2 separate regions of the Danio rerio genome follow, and region 2 is linked to region 1. Evidence: chromatin contacts called from public Micro-C data. All regions are on one chromosome and are shown on one strand. Each heading gives the region's core, a stretch centred on a gene start, on an enhancer-like site or on the middle of the called end of the contact. The rest is flanking DNA. Distances are from core to core; before and after follow the strand shown. Region 1 overlaps fam169ab (family with sequence similarity 169 member Ab). Region 2 holds the start of mzt2b (mitotic spindle organizing protein 2B).

The links. A called contact is a pair of places that touch in the nucleus more often than the background predicts.
Region 2: a Micro-C map of caudal fin shows a contact between it and region 1, with 6 times the contacts expected there. The contact joins the promoter of mzt2b here to the enhancer-like site in region 1. A contact is called at or near these places in 5 of 18 Hi-C or Micro-C datasets (caudal fin, embryo and skeletal muscle) and 1 of 4 datasets of contacts at active chromatin or transcription factors (embryo).

The regions. Positions count from the first base shown.
Region 1 is chr21:17,301,151-17,308,616 of GRCz12tu, forward strand. fam169ab (family with sequence similarity 169 member Ab) reads left to right here. Exons shown (of 13, transcript XR_012396678.1): 7 at 388-510; 8 at 664-749; 9 at 1,406-1,445; 10 at 1,532-1,649; 11 at 3,638-3,800; 12 at 4,015-5,732; 13 at 5,786-7,466. Among named protein-coding and RNA genes, the nearest start is that of fam169ab, 25 kb to the left of the region's middle. Within about 2 kb of position 3,856, at least 2 of the 62 cell types and tissues checked have an H3K27ac peak or open chromatin away from gene starts, as enhancers often do. A contact at or near this core is called in caudal fin, where this site is marked.
Region 2 is chr21:17,494,798-17,502,582 of GRCz12tu, forward strand. It overlaps mzt2b (mitotic spindle organizing protein 2B), which reads right to left and starts at 3,158. Exons shown (of 4, transcript NM_001316934.1): 1 at 3,088-3,158; 2 at 2,260-2,461; 3 at 812-963. The coding sequence starts at 2,444. It overlaps zgc:193801, which reads right to left. Exons shown (of 8, transcript NM_001130782.1): 8 at 4,664-5,176. The coding sequence ends at 4,736.

The DNA.
Region 1 (7,466 bases), core at 2,606-5,105:
AAATCTGCTTCACTTATTCGTAGATTTAAATGCCAGTTTGCTAGAGTTACCGAAGTACTTCAGCTTTGAAACACACTAATTTTTGAAAAGGAAAAAAGGTTTTTGAGATTACAATAATATTTTACAATATTAGTGCTTTGGATATATTTTTATTCAATAAATGCAGCCCTTGTGAGACTTTTCAAAGCCATTTTTACTAATTGAACTCTACTCTTGTAATTAAATCTATTTACAGTATATGCTAATATTGAGGGCAAATAATTTTGACTTCAACTGTATATACGCTGTACATATGCATTATTATGATTTACTTTTATATAAAATTATCTTACAAAGTAAAAATATGTATGAAGAAAGCATAAAGAGTAAGTAATATCTGTGCTCCAGTGTGCAGTCAGTACTTGAGGAGATACCCAGCTGATGTGGACCTGCTCTGGGAGGTGGAAGGAGTTGGAGGCCCCTACCAGAAAGTCAAAATAGCAACCAAACTTGGCTCCATGATACTGCAATGTAAGTGTTTTAACTCCTTAAATGCTATTAGTCACAGTTACTATAGATTTACTTCTCAAAATGGCAGCATTTACCTCTATATCTCATTACAAGTTGACTGCTTTTAGTATATTTATAGGTTAGATATTAGATGTTTTGTTAATGTTCATACAGGCAACCACAGCTCATGGGCAGCAGAGGAAAGCAAAAACGGAGAGGTTAATGAGGTGGAGATGACCGAGGAGAGCCTGGACATCACGGTAACTCTGAAGATCCTCTCTACAAATTGAAATATTTTAGCTGCAATACTTCAGCAGTATGGAGATTAAAAGAATAGCTGACCCAAAATTGTAAATTTACTTACTATTAACTCATCTTCACGTGGTTCCAAACCTTTATGAATTAATTTCTTCTGTTAAACACAAAAGAAGATGCTTTGAATAATGCTAAAAATAAACTTTAACCTCTGACTTCCATAGTAAAAAAAAACAAAAAAACTATAGAAGTCAGTTGTTACAGGATTTCAGAATTGTTCAAAACATCTTCTGTTCTATTTAATAAAATAAGAGAAACTCAATCAGGATTGGAAATGATGGCTGAATTTGAATTTTGGGGTGAACGATCCCTTTAACTTCGAGACCAAACTTCAATTTATTCCTGCAATAATGCAAAAATTTTTTTCAGTTAATTTTTTAATAACTATTTAATATAACATTTATTTGTTGAGAACGCTTGAATGATTTCTGGTGGATAAAGCTATACATTCAGGCAATCCACAGACCAGCATATTTAGAAAATGCCCTCATTGTTGCACTTAATGTAAAATAATATTTTGTATGTATTTTAATAGAAGCTGTTAACCTTTTAACTGGTTAGAGTGAAATGCTTTAGTGTTTTTTCATCAATTGTTTTACAGGAAGAAGTGGTGGTTGTCAAACATCGAAAAGTAGCAGAAGGTTTGGATTTTTGTGCATTTTTTCTTGCTTATTCAGAGAGGTGAATTAAGTGGGTGTAAAACTTTTCTTTTTTTTTCTTGCTGTAGAAATCAATGACCTTCCCATTTCCACACGCACGCGAAGCAGTGAACACAAACACAAGAAAAGGCCACGTGAAGAACCAGAAGAGATTGCTGGGGAGAACCGACCTGAAAAAATCAACAGGTCTCTAAAAGCCCTCACATAAAACACCTCATTTACTGATAGCTTTTAGAGGAAATCTGAAATCACAGTAACTATAGGGTTTACTGATGTACCACTCAGAAAAGTGCATAATAAAGTAAAAGATGGGCTTTTAAAATAACATTACACCCTGTCTAATACTAAATTGTTGATTAATAAGTACTAAAAGAATAAAATGGGATATAAAATCATTTAATAAACTGAAGGAGTGACCCACACTAATGTACACTGAAAAAATTAGAATGGAAAAAGTTGACAAATTTAAAAGATGTGGCTAAAAAATATTTATTTATTTTCAGTGTAGTCAGAGATAAATTTGGTAAATACTTAATTTTGAGCCCTAAAAAAGTCATGTGAAATAAAAAGCAAATGCAATGCGACACAACCCATTTGCTCATACACAGCGAGCAAGCTCACACACAACACACGCAAACAGAAATAAATTAAATAAATGAGGAGGCATGTGGACAACACCATCTAAATCAAGTCATTTTAGCATGTCAAAGTCACATTTAATAATACAAATATATTTATACAATATATTTTCCAAGAAAAAAATTATGGCTAGTGAAAATGGCAAGTGCCTAGTAATGTTGGAAATCTACTAGCCACAGTGGGTGGTGATCAAAAAAGTTAATGTCAAGCCCTGTATATATATGTATATTATTTTTAATTTTTTTTAACTATTTACTATTTTCCCAAGTGTATATAACTACTACTGTAAAAAAAAATCAGCTTTCAGAGCATACTTTCAGTATTACCTTTGCTTGAAATGACCCAATCTAATCCTGTTTATATGAAATATGCCTGCTCCTGAGCAGATTTGCGCTACCAGACCTGTTGCTATGACAACTCTTGGATGAGTTTTGAAGAATGAAATGATCCTGGATCGTGTCAAATCATCAATAACCAAATCCAGCTAATCGAGTAATACACGTATAAAGAATGGACCCCAGAACACCTTTGAAACTACCTAGAAAAACTTTGTAGTAAAGTTAGTGAAGTTAATTAGGAATGAACCGTTTTACAGCATTTATTATATGTCATTGCTAGTTTCAAATATAATGTTATAAATTAGAAATTTGTTCATAATACACTAACTAATGCTATATTTTGAAACGTTAAGGCAGATTAAAACATTAAACAAAGAGCAATACATTTTTAGTGTTAGATCATAATACACTTCCATTCAAAAGTTTGGGGTCTGTAATGTTTTGTTTTAGTTTTTTTATCACTATGAATACATTTATTGGAGCAACAGTATGGTAATAATTGTAAAACTGTGTAATATTTACTATTTTTATAAATACAATGTTGGCTTATATTTTGATATATTTTAAAATGTTATTCATCCCTGTGATGGCATCTTTCTATTATTTTAATTTAGACTTGGCTTATATTATTGCTGTTAAAAACTTCTTCATAAGTTTGTGGTAGGATGATTTGTTTTTGAGATTCAAATTTTATTTTTTCACAAATACACGGTACAATATGCAGTAAAATGCTTATACAACTGCCCGTGACCTTAATTTTTTTTTAAAAATAATATCAATAAGAATCTAAATTATGAAGTATAAAAATTAGTAAAAACACAGAAAAATTTAGATATAGACAAAGTAGTTATAAGTAGACAAAATAAGAACCAATATAAAAAATTAAAACTTTAGATATGAAGAATATAACTATGTAGTAGAAAACATAGAAGTGTTTCTAATAAAGTGGCCGGTGCATAGAGAGGAAAGCGTATCGTACAGGTGGTTTGTCTAGCCCACTCACCTGCATGGAGCACACTCAAACTTACACAATATATGATCAGGGTATGTGTGAATTTGAATAAATGTCCATAGGTGTCTAGGGAGTGTGCAAAATGCATGAATGTGCAGATGTGGAACGTTCAGAAGTATCAGCTTCAGTGGGCAGAAATGCAACCTGACTGTATTACCTTATTATCTGCCTTTTCATGGCTTTAGATTGGTCGAACCAGAAGCAGAGACTGATCCTGATGCAGTACCTGAGACCAAAGAACACACAGATGGAGAAAGTGGAGAACAAGGCCAAGAAGTTGAAAAAAACTCACTCCAGGAGGAGTTTGTTGTGACCTCAGTGGCCTCTGTTGCAGAAACTGAAATTCTGGTAAGTGACGAGGCATCTGGCACTATTTTTTCATCATTTGAGAATGTGGACAAACAAGCTGGATTACAACAGTTGCCAATGCAAATTATGCTGCAGTTCATAAAACTGCATGTTTGTTCATGTGCCAGAGGTGCAAATTTTATGCCAATTCACACATACAAATATTCCACACAGCCAGATTATAGATAATCAAGTTCTCTGTCTGTCTGTAAAGGTGGCAGAAGTCAATGGAGAAATGAGTGAGAGTCACGAAGATGAAAACGAGAGGTCAGCAAACGCAGAAGATGAACCAGTCAACCAAGAGCTCCCACTAGAGGCAGAAGCTGCCATCCAAAATGGTGCTGATGAAGAGATGGAGGCAGATAGAGATGCACAGGTAAATAATTTAGTTCGATTTTAAGGTCAGTGCTGTGCTGCTGCATGATTTAAGCGGCACACATTACTATTTATGAGTCAGTGTTTTTACACTCAAAAAGGCTGTATTCATTTGACCAAAATACAGTAAAAAGGTTAAATATTATTACTATTTAAAAGTAAAATGTTCTCTTTTAATGTACTTCAATTGGCAGTTTATTCTTGAGATGTCTCCAGTGTATAGCGATTACTCCAGTTTATAGTGTCCCAATAGTTCTTCAGAGATATATGCTTTAGGGCTGCACAATATACAATTTCAGCATCAATATCACATTGTGGTAATCTGCAATATTCACATCACAAGATGTCAAGCAATTTCAAGTTGATTTAAACCATTTGGACACAAGAAATGAATAAGTTTAGCAAAGATGAATTGTTTAATTATCTATACAATGAAGACTATATCATTTTCTTTTTTATTTGATTATTTAATTTCTGTAAGTAGATATTGTTAGACTCCACCGAAAACCATGAAGCGATGCTTATTTAGTTTTTATCTGTGCTTTATTTTATATTCATTTATATTCTTTTTGGCTTAGTCCCTGTATTAATCTGCAGTCGCAACAGCGTAATGAACCACCAACTTATCCAGCTGCTAATTCCAGTTGCAACCCATCACTGTGAAAAATCCATACACACTCATTCACACACTTACACTATGGACAATTTAGCCTACCCAGTGTACATATAGTGCATGTCTTTGGACTTGTGAGGAAAACCAGAGCACCCGGAGGAAACTCAAGCGAACACGAAGAGAACATGCAAACTCCACACAGAAATTGCAACTGACCCAGCCGAGACTCAAATTAGCAACCTTCTTGCTGTGAGGCGATCCTGCTACCCACTGCGCCACCGTGCAGGCCATTTAATTCATATTATTATGCATTTATCTTTTTTAAATTTTGTACATTTTATGCAGATGCCCTCTCAATAAATCAAACCAATTAATGTAAAATTCTGAATTCTTTTCAAACACAGTCATTTTGTGAAAATATTCATATCGCAATACATAGAGCAGAGAAGCAAAATATTGCAATGCCATTTTTTCCCCAGTATAGTCTTCCAGTATAGTTGTCTGTAAATGACTGTCAGGTAGGTCTTAAGAGCTCCTCCTGGTAAAGGGAGAAAAAGGAGAAGATGGGGTGAAAGGAGGGATTCTTCCAAAACAAAGATCAGGCAGTAGGGTGAAATGGGCCTATTTATTGCAAGCTTGAACTAATGTGGTGGGATTGTTGCAGAATACAGATGAGAGGCCAGCCACGAACAATCATATCACATGCTCCTCTCACAATTAGTTTGTAAAAGTTCACTAAAAATTGGAAACCCTGACACTAACTATCAGAACATTTACTGTGGTTTACCTTGAAACTGGTAATGGTGAAAACACAAATACAAATAAGATAGTGTTTGCCGCATCAAACCATTTAAGACATTTTTTGGCGAGCTTTACATTGAATTAAAGAGCTAGTAAATTATTGCAACTCCCATTTAATATTTTGTTTCTAATTGTTTAGGTTTGTTGAATATAGCATGTAATAAGCAAGATCATGTACAGCCAGTTGTTACCACAGAATAAAGAATACATTATCCTGTATGATTTAACTCATAGTGCTTTGATTATTGCTATGAAGCACAAGTTGAAATTAGCATTAACTACCATTAGTAAATGCTGTTCAAGTATTGTTGATTATTTTCAGTTTATTCAGATCATCTTTGTAATTACATTTACTAATATTAGTTAATGCATCCTGATCACAAAGTGTTATTGTATTTTAAGGAATTGTTCCTTAACAGGAGAATTAAAAAAAAGAAACAAATAAATAATGAATAAAATGTGTTTTAAATGTCACTATACTACAATTCCTCTAAAACCGAACAGATTTATCATTATGTTGTTTGTTCTGTGAAGGATGACATTATTAACACTCCCGATGAGTCTGTGGAAGCAGTGGAGCAGATGGACCAAGAACGTGTTACAGAAGAAAGACAAGAAGCAGAGGCAGAAGTCTCTCCTCTAGTTGAAGATGAAGGGGAACTTGAGCAGAAACGGGAAGAGGAAGCAGTTTCTATAGCTGAAAAGGAAGCAGCTTCTTTAGTGGAAGATGAAGCAGCTTCTGTAGCTGAAGAGGAGGCAACTTCTGCAGTTGAAGATGTAGCAGTTTCTGCAGTTGAAGATAAAGTAGCTTCTGCAGTTGAAGATGAAGCAGTTTCTGCAGTGGAAGAGGAAGCAGCTTCTGCAGTTGAAGAGGAAGCAGCTTCTGCAGTGGAAGAGGAAGCAGCTTCTGCAGTTGAAGAGGAAGCAGCTTCTGCAGTTGAAGAGGAAGCAGCTTCTGCAGTTGATGAAACTGAGGACTCTGATCATCCACCTGAGGTTCCAGTCCTTTTAACTAACCTGGTTGAGTGTGTTTCCTCTTTGCAAGACAATGAGGCTTCAGATGAACCAGTCGCTCCAGAACAAGAAGCTTCAATGGACGAATCCACTGAATCTCCTATTGAAGAAACCAATGAACCAGCTGTGAACAAAGAAGATGAAACCATCTCCGATGAGCCACTTGAGACTCAGGAAAGTCAACCTGGCACGGAGGACTCTGAAAACGAGGAGGAAAAACTGCCTGAAGGTGAAGACAAACATGAACAAAAAGAAGGGGAGGAAACCGCCACCACAGAAGATGATGATGAGGAAGGAAAAAGCTCAGATAAAATTCAAGATTCTCCTATTGGGGTTCGAGTTCTTCGAGGAGGAATTTGCAAACCTGTTCCACCAACACCCAAGCGAACATCTAATAGACTGAGAAAAGCTGTGATCATACAGGAAATCAGTGATGAGTTTGATGATGAAGAAGAGGAGGAAAAACTCACAAGCACTGATGAGAAGGCGAGCACAGAAGAAGATGAAGCTGTTGAACACAGTTCAGAAGAAGAAGAGGAAGAGCCTCCAGTGGTTGACAGGAGAGTGTTGCGGAGGAAAACCAAAGTGGTCCAGTCCACACCCACAAAAGCAAAAAGACGCAGTAAAAACATTTGAGTACTAGTTTCTAGTTTCATGGCACTCCACCACACTCCATTGTCTTTATAGAGAAAAATACCCTTATGTAATTTAGATGCGCTTGCACACTGCGGCCTGTACTAGTAAGTATTCTACATAACATATTTGGGAGGTTTTAACAGGTGGTGTTTACAGCATCTAGGTTTTGGTTTTGGTTTTAGTTTTATTACTAAAAGGCAGAAACTTAAAACAGGCAGTATTTAATG
Region 2 (7,785 bases), core at 1,908-4,407, 190 kb after region 1:
TTAAGCATCTTCACTGTCAGAAAAACACTTTAGCTACAAAAGTCCTTCAGTCAAGAGCAGTGAGTGATTTTGTCCTTTTATTGTTTGATTAATAATGATGAAAACAGGCGGCAGCAGGAATATTTTGCCCTGTCACTTTAATTGGTTCTCTTTCACATGTCTTTTGATTCACAACTTGTTTGTAACTTAAATGAGGGTTGAGAAAAAGAAGAGAGAGTTGAGAAAAAGAAGAGATGTGTGCATCAGTGAAAATTGTATTATTATCACCAAATTGTTTGACTGGGGTGAGACCGTATCACAACAAAAAGTAATTCAATATCTATGATTTTAAATGCATTGTAAGAGGTAAGAGGCATTACGGTATTTTGACAAAACTAGAATGATGTCTAAAATTTAACTCGCTCAATATTATCTTCTAGTTTAATGAACCGTCTTATAAAATCAATATCATGTTTGCAAATCACACACAGAAAATTGCCAGTCTTGATTGTGTGATATTACTACTTACTTTATTCTAAATGTAATCTAAAAGGCTTCATCACACAGAGATGCTCTATGAAGATACACCTTTATTTGTTTTTTGCAAAAGTGAGTGAAATATTGGACAACGTCAGCTTGTAGTCAATAAATATCCCACATCCCTATGTAGAAATTGATTCCAGTTCAAAGTTAGAGATCTAATCACCTGCAGGATAAGACAGATGTTATTTTGAGTTGGACTTCATCTACTTTTCAGCTCAAGTTATGTAAAACTGTGGCACATTATGATTTGGTCTGTTTCCTCCATAGTTTTAGCATGTTGTTCACTCACCTCTTGACTCCGTAGGGACAGCAGTGGTGTGAGATGTTGAAGATGCGTCACCGGTGGATGTTTCAGAGACCTTCTGTCCAGCACACATGGTCTTTAGAGTCTGAAAGACTGCTAGAGGCGCAACGTTCATCTTCAGCAGGTCCACTATGATCCTGTAGTAGAGCAGGACAGTGTTAAAAATCATGAGACACATGAAATGAGTCTTGAAGATGTTTTTTTTTTTTTAATGAAATCTGCAACATGTATGGGTTAACAGTAGGGCTGCATGATATTGGAAAATTGTGATATTTGAGTTTTCTGTGACATATTGTCTGTTTACGCTCTTCTATAAAATTTCCCCAAATGATTGAATAGTACAATTTGGAAAGAATTCCTTGTCACACTTTATTTAAAGGTTCAATTCTTGCTGCTAGCAAACTATTAAACATGACATTTGCTTCAAAACTCCTAATTTCTCATTATAAATGGATTTCAAGGTAGTTTAGGGATTGGGTTAGAGATGTAGAATAAGATCATGCAGTATATGCAGTTTATGAGTACTAATATCTTAATAGCCAGTACCTCAAGAACATGCATACTAATAAGCAACTAGTTATTAATGTGATTTGGTGCCTAAAGTGTGATCAAATGAGTTGATTTTGATTGATTGGGATAATTCTGCAGGGGAGTGAATTGAGAATAACATGTAATGAACTACAAGCATTGATGAATGCAATAAAGCAAAGATAAAAGTGAAATAAGCAGTGCATGCTTTATGGTTTTAAATATTTAAATTTTGTGCAACTCTAGTTAAAGAGACAACATTGTTCAATAAATCCATTACATTTTAGTTTGTTTGTTTATTTTTAAAGCCTATTCTGCCCACCAAACTGCATTTATCTGATCAAAAATACAGTGAAAACTTTTTATTATTGTAATTTAAACTGTTAATGTTGAATTTTCAGCATCATTACTCCAGTCGATGTTACATGATTCCTTCAGAAATCATAATAATATGATGATTTGCTGCTAATGAAAAAAATATATATTAATATATATGAGTTTAAAACTGTTTGGCTGATATAGTGTTATCCAAAAGTACCATTTAAATGTTTCATAGTATTTACTTTTATTTTTTTATTTAAGGAGTACTTTTGAAATCCTATTAATTTATTATTGTTTTTCTGTTTTCCAGCCATATATTTTATCAATTGAAAAACAATACAATGACAATACTATTACTTTATGAATTTTAAAAGCATGGGTCAGAATCAGTACGTTGGTTCATTTGTTGCACTGAATGACTGAATATTATTTCCCTAATTTGTAGCCATTTCATTTTAGAAAGGTTACATTACACTAAAAAGTCCACAAACATAAAAACACAGTCGACCCTTATTTTTTAATTACAGTAAGGATTTCTTTTTGCTCTTTTTTTCAGGTTTACATGTACATTTTGAGTGACTCACTTGAAAACCTCTTGATCAATGACCACCCCTGCAGCCTGGGTGAGCTCGAAAAGCTCAGTCTCCTCTGCGTTTAACACCTTTTTCTTCTTGATGCTGTATTTCTGCACATTCCCACTGACGTTCACGCTCAGAGAGGGAGAGTCTGGGGCGGAGGGCATGGCGGCGGGCTGAGCTGACTGGGACATACGCCTCAACTCAAACACTGACAACAAACAATTGAGGTAAATTTAAATTCATATTCGCACATTCGTTCATTGTAACCATAAACTGTAAAAGATAACGGTCCCTACATTGTTTACCACGCTACTTTGGCATTTAGGTAAGACTTCAAAATAACATGAGCACTATTTAATTGACTGTGAACAGTGTAACGTTACTTTGGTAGTAATTGGCTGCTAAAATGACTTGTCTATGTAGAATCTGCAAATATTATTTTTCTGAAATTATAGAAAGTCCGAATGTGCGTATATAAAGCCAAACACACAAGAGAGCAATCACAAAACGTATTGCATTTATCTGTCACATTACCAATGCTGCAAGTTAACTTACACATATCAAAACTAATTTATTGTCGTGAAATGTCTTTCCTGAAATGTAACGTTATTTAAAGCAAATACTGATAGGCTGGATGTCTAAATGCTGAACAATAACAACCAGGGTAGATACACATACAAGTGACTGTGCTAACGTTATATATATATATATATATATATACATTGCATAATATATTTCATCACCGCATTTTCTTGTTCCATACATGTTTGTATTTTAAACTGAAGTGTAATTTAAGCTTTTAAATTAAAGGATTTTGTTTAATAAAATACTCACAACAGTGCAATGGTGAATTCCCCGCTTCCTTCCTCTACGTTTGTTGTCTCGGTAGATACAACCTGAACATTTGATGTGCTGCCACCACGAGGTCTGGAGAAATCATGAGCGGTTATCTTTTTCAAGGTGGTGCTTGGTGGCAAAGAAAACAAACATTTAACCCGTTTTGCGATTCTTTTTTGGAAAATCAGCACACTAGTCGGTTCCAGAATTAAAAACTTGTAAAATATATACTTTATATAAGTTTTATATACACTTGAATAATAATAATAATAAATAAAAATATATATATGTAGTAGTTTTAAACATGTTATTTCGAAATAAGTTATATTGATTCTACTCATTAACACATATATCATGTATGAGTATACAAGTAGTACTATTATATACTACTCATATGCATGTATATACAAATAATAACTTGACTTGTAGTTGATCATTTGGAAAAGTGGCAGAAGGTCAATTTCTCTAATGAATCATCTGTTGAGCTGCATCCCAGTCATCACAAATACCGCTGACGACCTATTGAAACTTGCATGGGCCAAGATTCTCACACAATTCAGTCAAGTTTGGTCAAGGAAAAAATTATAATTTGGGGATACATTCGGTATGGAGGCATGCGAGAGATCTGCAGAGTGGATGGCAACATTAACAGCCTGAGGTATTAAGACATTTGTGCTGCCCATTACATTACAAACCACAGGAGAGGGCAAGTTCTTCAGCAGGATAGCGCTCTTTCTCATACTTCAGCCTCCATATCAAAGTTCCTAAAAGCAAAGAAGGTGCTCCAGGATTGGCCAGCCCAGTCACCAGACATGAACATTATTGAGCATGTCTGTGGTAAGATGAAGGAAGCAAAGAAGATAAACGCAAAGAATCTTGATGAACTCTGGGAATACTGCCAGACGGCTTTCTTTGCCATTCCAGATGACTTTGTTAATAAGTTATTTGAGTTATGGCAGAGATGTTTGGATGCAGTCCTTCAAGCTCAGTTATCTGAGTTGTTTTTTTTTTTTTGTGAAATGAGCATTTTTTGCAGACCTTGCGTGTAAGTTTAGTAATTTCACTTTTCAAGGTAATGAATATGCTTTTTACTGTGTTTAAGTGAAATTACTGAACCTACACACAGTAGACTTTAAAAAAAAAGCTCATTTTTGAAGAAAATTTCAGATTACACTTAGAAAAGCAACAGATATCATCTGTAAAAAACAAATGGACAATTTAACTTAAAGTCAATAATTATTCTTGGGATTTAATTCAAAATAAATAAACACTGGTTATTATTAAATATCACTATGGCTGTAGAACTTCAAGATTTGGCATCCTTACATTAAATTATTCCACAGCTAATAACTCTTCGCCGCACAATGTTTCTATTATGAAAACATGATCAGTAGCAAGTCTGTTTACGCTCAATGATAAATGAAACCCAATGCAGTCTTTAAAAGCACAAGTACATTGCATTAGATAGCACTGACAAACATGAATAAAAATGTAAAAAAGAGTTATGGTAAAAAAATTAAATCATGGAATCATGTATATTTTGCCAAATGACAGAATACACACAGATTATTGATCTGGAAATGTGTGGCCTACGTAACAGCAATTTGTAAAAGCTTTTAAAAAGGAATGGAGATGAGTGAGACTCTCAGCTTATTTTTTGTACTTTGTTTTCAACTATCTCCTCTAAGTCGTCAGTAGAATTGCGCTTCTTTGATACCTCGATGGACAAAGACACTTCCTGTTTATCCTCTAAAACCTTTGATGTAGTTAAACCAGTGTTTGTCAATTCTAAGTCCAAGCTGGGGCTCTCCAAACAGGCCACTGTATCGGATGGAACTAGCTCCAGCTCTGTGGATTTTAGTGTCTCATGCTGCTCTGTGTGTAGCTGTACATCCATGTCCTCCAGTCCTGTTAAAGGTCCACTGATGGCTGCAGTTTGTGGCTCTTCTGAATCCTCGTTGAGTTCCAGTGCCTCCTTGTGGCCATTGATTGCCATGCCGTTATCAGTCCCGCACAGGATCTCCCTTCTGAGTGAAGCCAACTGAGCCTGCAGGAGCTCCTTGTGCTGAGCTTCAAGGCTTTCCATCTAACAGTACCAAAGACAGAAGAAAGTATGCAAGTTTAAACAAAGTGCATTAACAGGGGACCTATTTACAAGATGTAAAATAAGTCAGTGAGTGTGTTTATGAAGCTCAATATACCCCACAAATAATGTTTTATCACTCTTTGAAACTCCCTTTTAGGGTTTGACTCTTATTGTGCAATTTTTGTGACTGTGACTTTACATTTAAATCAGATTGTGCTCTTTTCAAACAGGACAGAGCTACAAATGGCAGATTGAAAAACAAAACTAATGTCCTGTACTAATGAGTAAGAGATCGTACCAATGGGTGTGGCTTTTCCCCTCTGATGACATGTAGAAAGGGAGCATGTCAATGAAAGTGTTTTAGCAGACTGTTTTTATGAAGTGCTTTTATGAAATGTTTAATTGATACATTTTTGCCTTTAGAAGCTGGTTATATATGCAGTCAGTTGCCATGCAAATGTGTTTAAACCACTTAAACCCCTTATTTTTGCCCAATACATCCTTTTTAATACAAGTCTTAAAAAACGTCATGCATGTACAGCTCCTACCTCTTGAATAGTGCAACATCCAATTCTCTAAGCTTACAAAATAACTAAAGAGTAACAAAAGAATATTTTTCATGCTAGATCTGCCAAGCAAACAAGCTTTTAACGATAGTACCAATGACATGATGGTTTTATCAAATACTGATTGGCTTTATTTGGAAGGCGTGACTATTCAGTCATAGAGCGTGTTGCACTGACTCTCATTCTAAAGTTTATAAATGCACTGTCTTTGTATACTTTGAATACTTGGCACGAAACTGGGAAAATATTAAATGTGTGACGTTGAGTTTTACACATACTATTTTTCTTCTTATTATTATCTATTTTTTTTTTTACATTTTTTATGTTATGATCATAATGAAATAAACAGGCAAAATAGATATGTTTCTGATATGTAAATCAATTAAATTAATTCAATTAAATTGTGATTAATTAAATCAATTTTTGGCAAAAAAAAAGCTCAATGTGCAAACATTTACATTTACTATGATTTACATGAAGCACTATGAATGACTAAAAGCCTCAGCAGATTTTTATTTGTTGTTGTCATGTTCCTCTGGTCTCTACTGTTTGTTTGTTTATTTATTTATGTATTGTCACATCATCAACTTATGTCTATTTTTCATCTCAACATCTGCCATTATTATTTATTTTTAGCTCTTTGCTATGAGGCACTTTAGATTCACCTTTTGGACAGTTATCCATTAGATAACAGTACCTACTGAGACATCTAATTTATATAAACAACCAATGCATACAACACGCATAGTTGTTTGGCACCTAAAATATAATGTATCATACTTATTTCTGCGATATGGATATTGCACTTACTATCATTTATTAATTTTCCTTCAGCTTAGTCCTTTTATTCATCAGGGGTCGCCACAGTGGAATGAACTGCTAACTTAGCCAGCATATGTTTTACACAGCGGATGCCCTTCCAGCTGCAACCCAGTACTGGGAAACATCCATACACACTCATTCACACACATACACCATGGCCAATTTAGATTATTCAATTCACTTATAGCGCATGTCTTTGAACTGTTTGGAAAACTGCAACACCGACCGCGAACACGGAGAGAACATGCAAACTCCACACAGAAATGCAAACTGGCCCAGCCAGAACTTAAACCAGCAACCTTCTTGCTGTGACGCCTGTTTCACACCGCAAGCGTCAGCGGCGCGTGAGCAGAGCGTGAGCAGCGCGTGTGTTTTCGGCGTCCATGTTAACAGATTAGAGCTTTCATACCGCACGCAGCAGCAGCGCGTCAGAGCGAGGCGTGAGCGTCGCCGAAGCAGCAGTGCAGCGATAGTTTCGGCGCTGGGTCTATTTTTGACGCGCTGCTCACGCTCAATTAAAGTGACAGTGCATTGAGAATGACCAAAACACATTGAATGACAGTAAAAACTAACAATTTTACCCAATAAATGCGTTAATAATGTCAAATGGTTTATATATAGTCTTTCAAATGAACTTAAAACGATTAAAAACGGCAACAAACATTTATTTAGGCCCGAACTACAAAACCAAATGTAAAACTATTTTACTATCAGTTTTGCTTAAGTTGCACACTAGTGTTGTAGGAGAGGGGAAATGGAATATTTACGGGATTTGTAGTCCATAGCGAAGTGTATTGTGGGTAGTGTAGTGCGACACGCATGCTGGATTAATTGATGTGAGCTCGCTGTGTTCTGTGCAGCTAGCAGAGCAAGAAAGTTTTAATCGGCTTTGTTTTATGTTCACTCGAATTATTCCTACCGGGAGCTGTTTGCACTGTGAATCTGACAACACGAAAATAAGTAAAAGAATGGCATGCATTAATTACTTTTGTCCGTCTCATCATCTGCACGAGCATGAATTAACGAGCTGTTATTCTGCCGCTGGACATCACTGAAGCGGAGAAATTAACACTAGTTTGATCATGTATAAATATCATTATAACTATATTGTATAAATATGATTATAACTAGGTCTACAGCAACCTGATAATCAAAAAACAAATGACATGATATCACAGGCGATTGTTTTCTGACTGTAGACAATTCTCATATAAGTTAGCT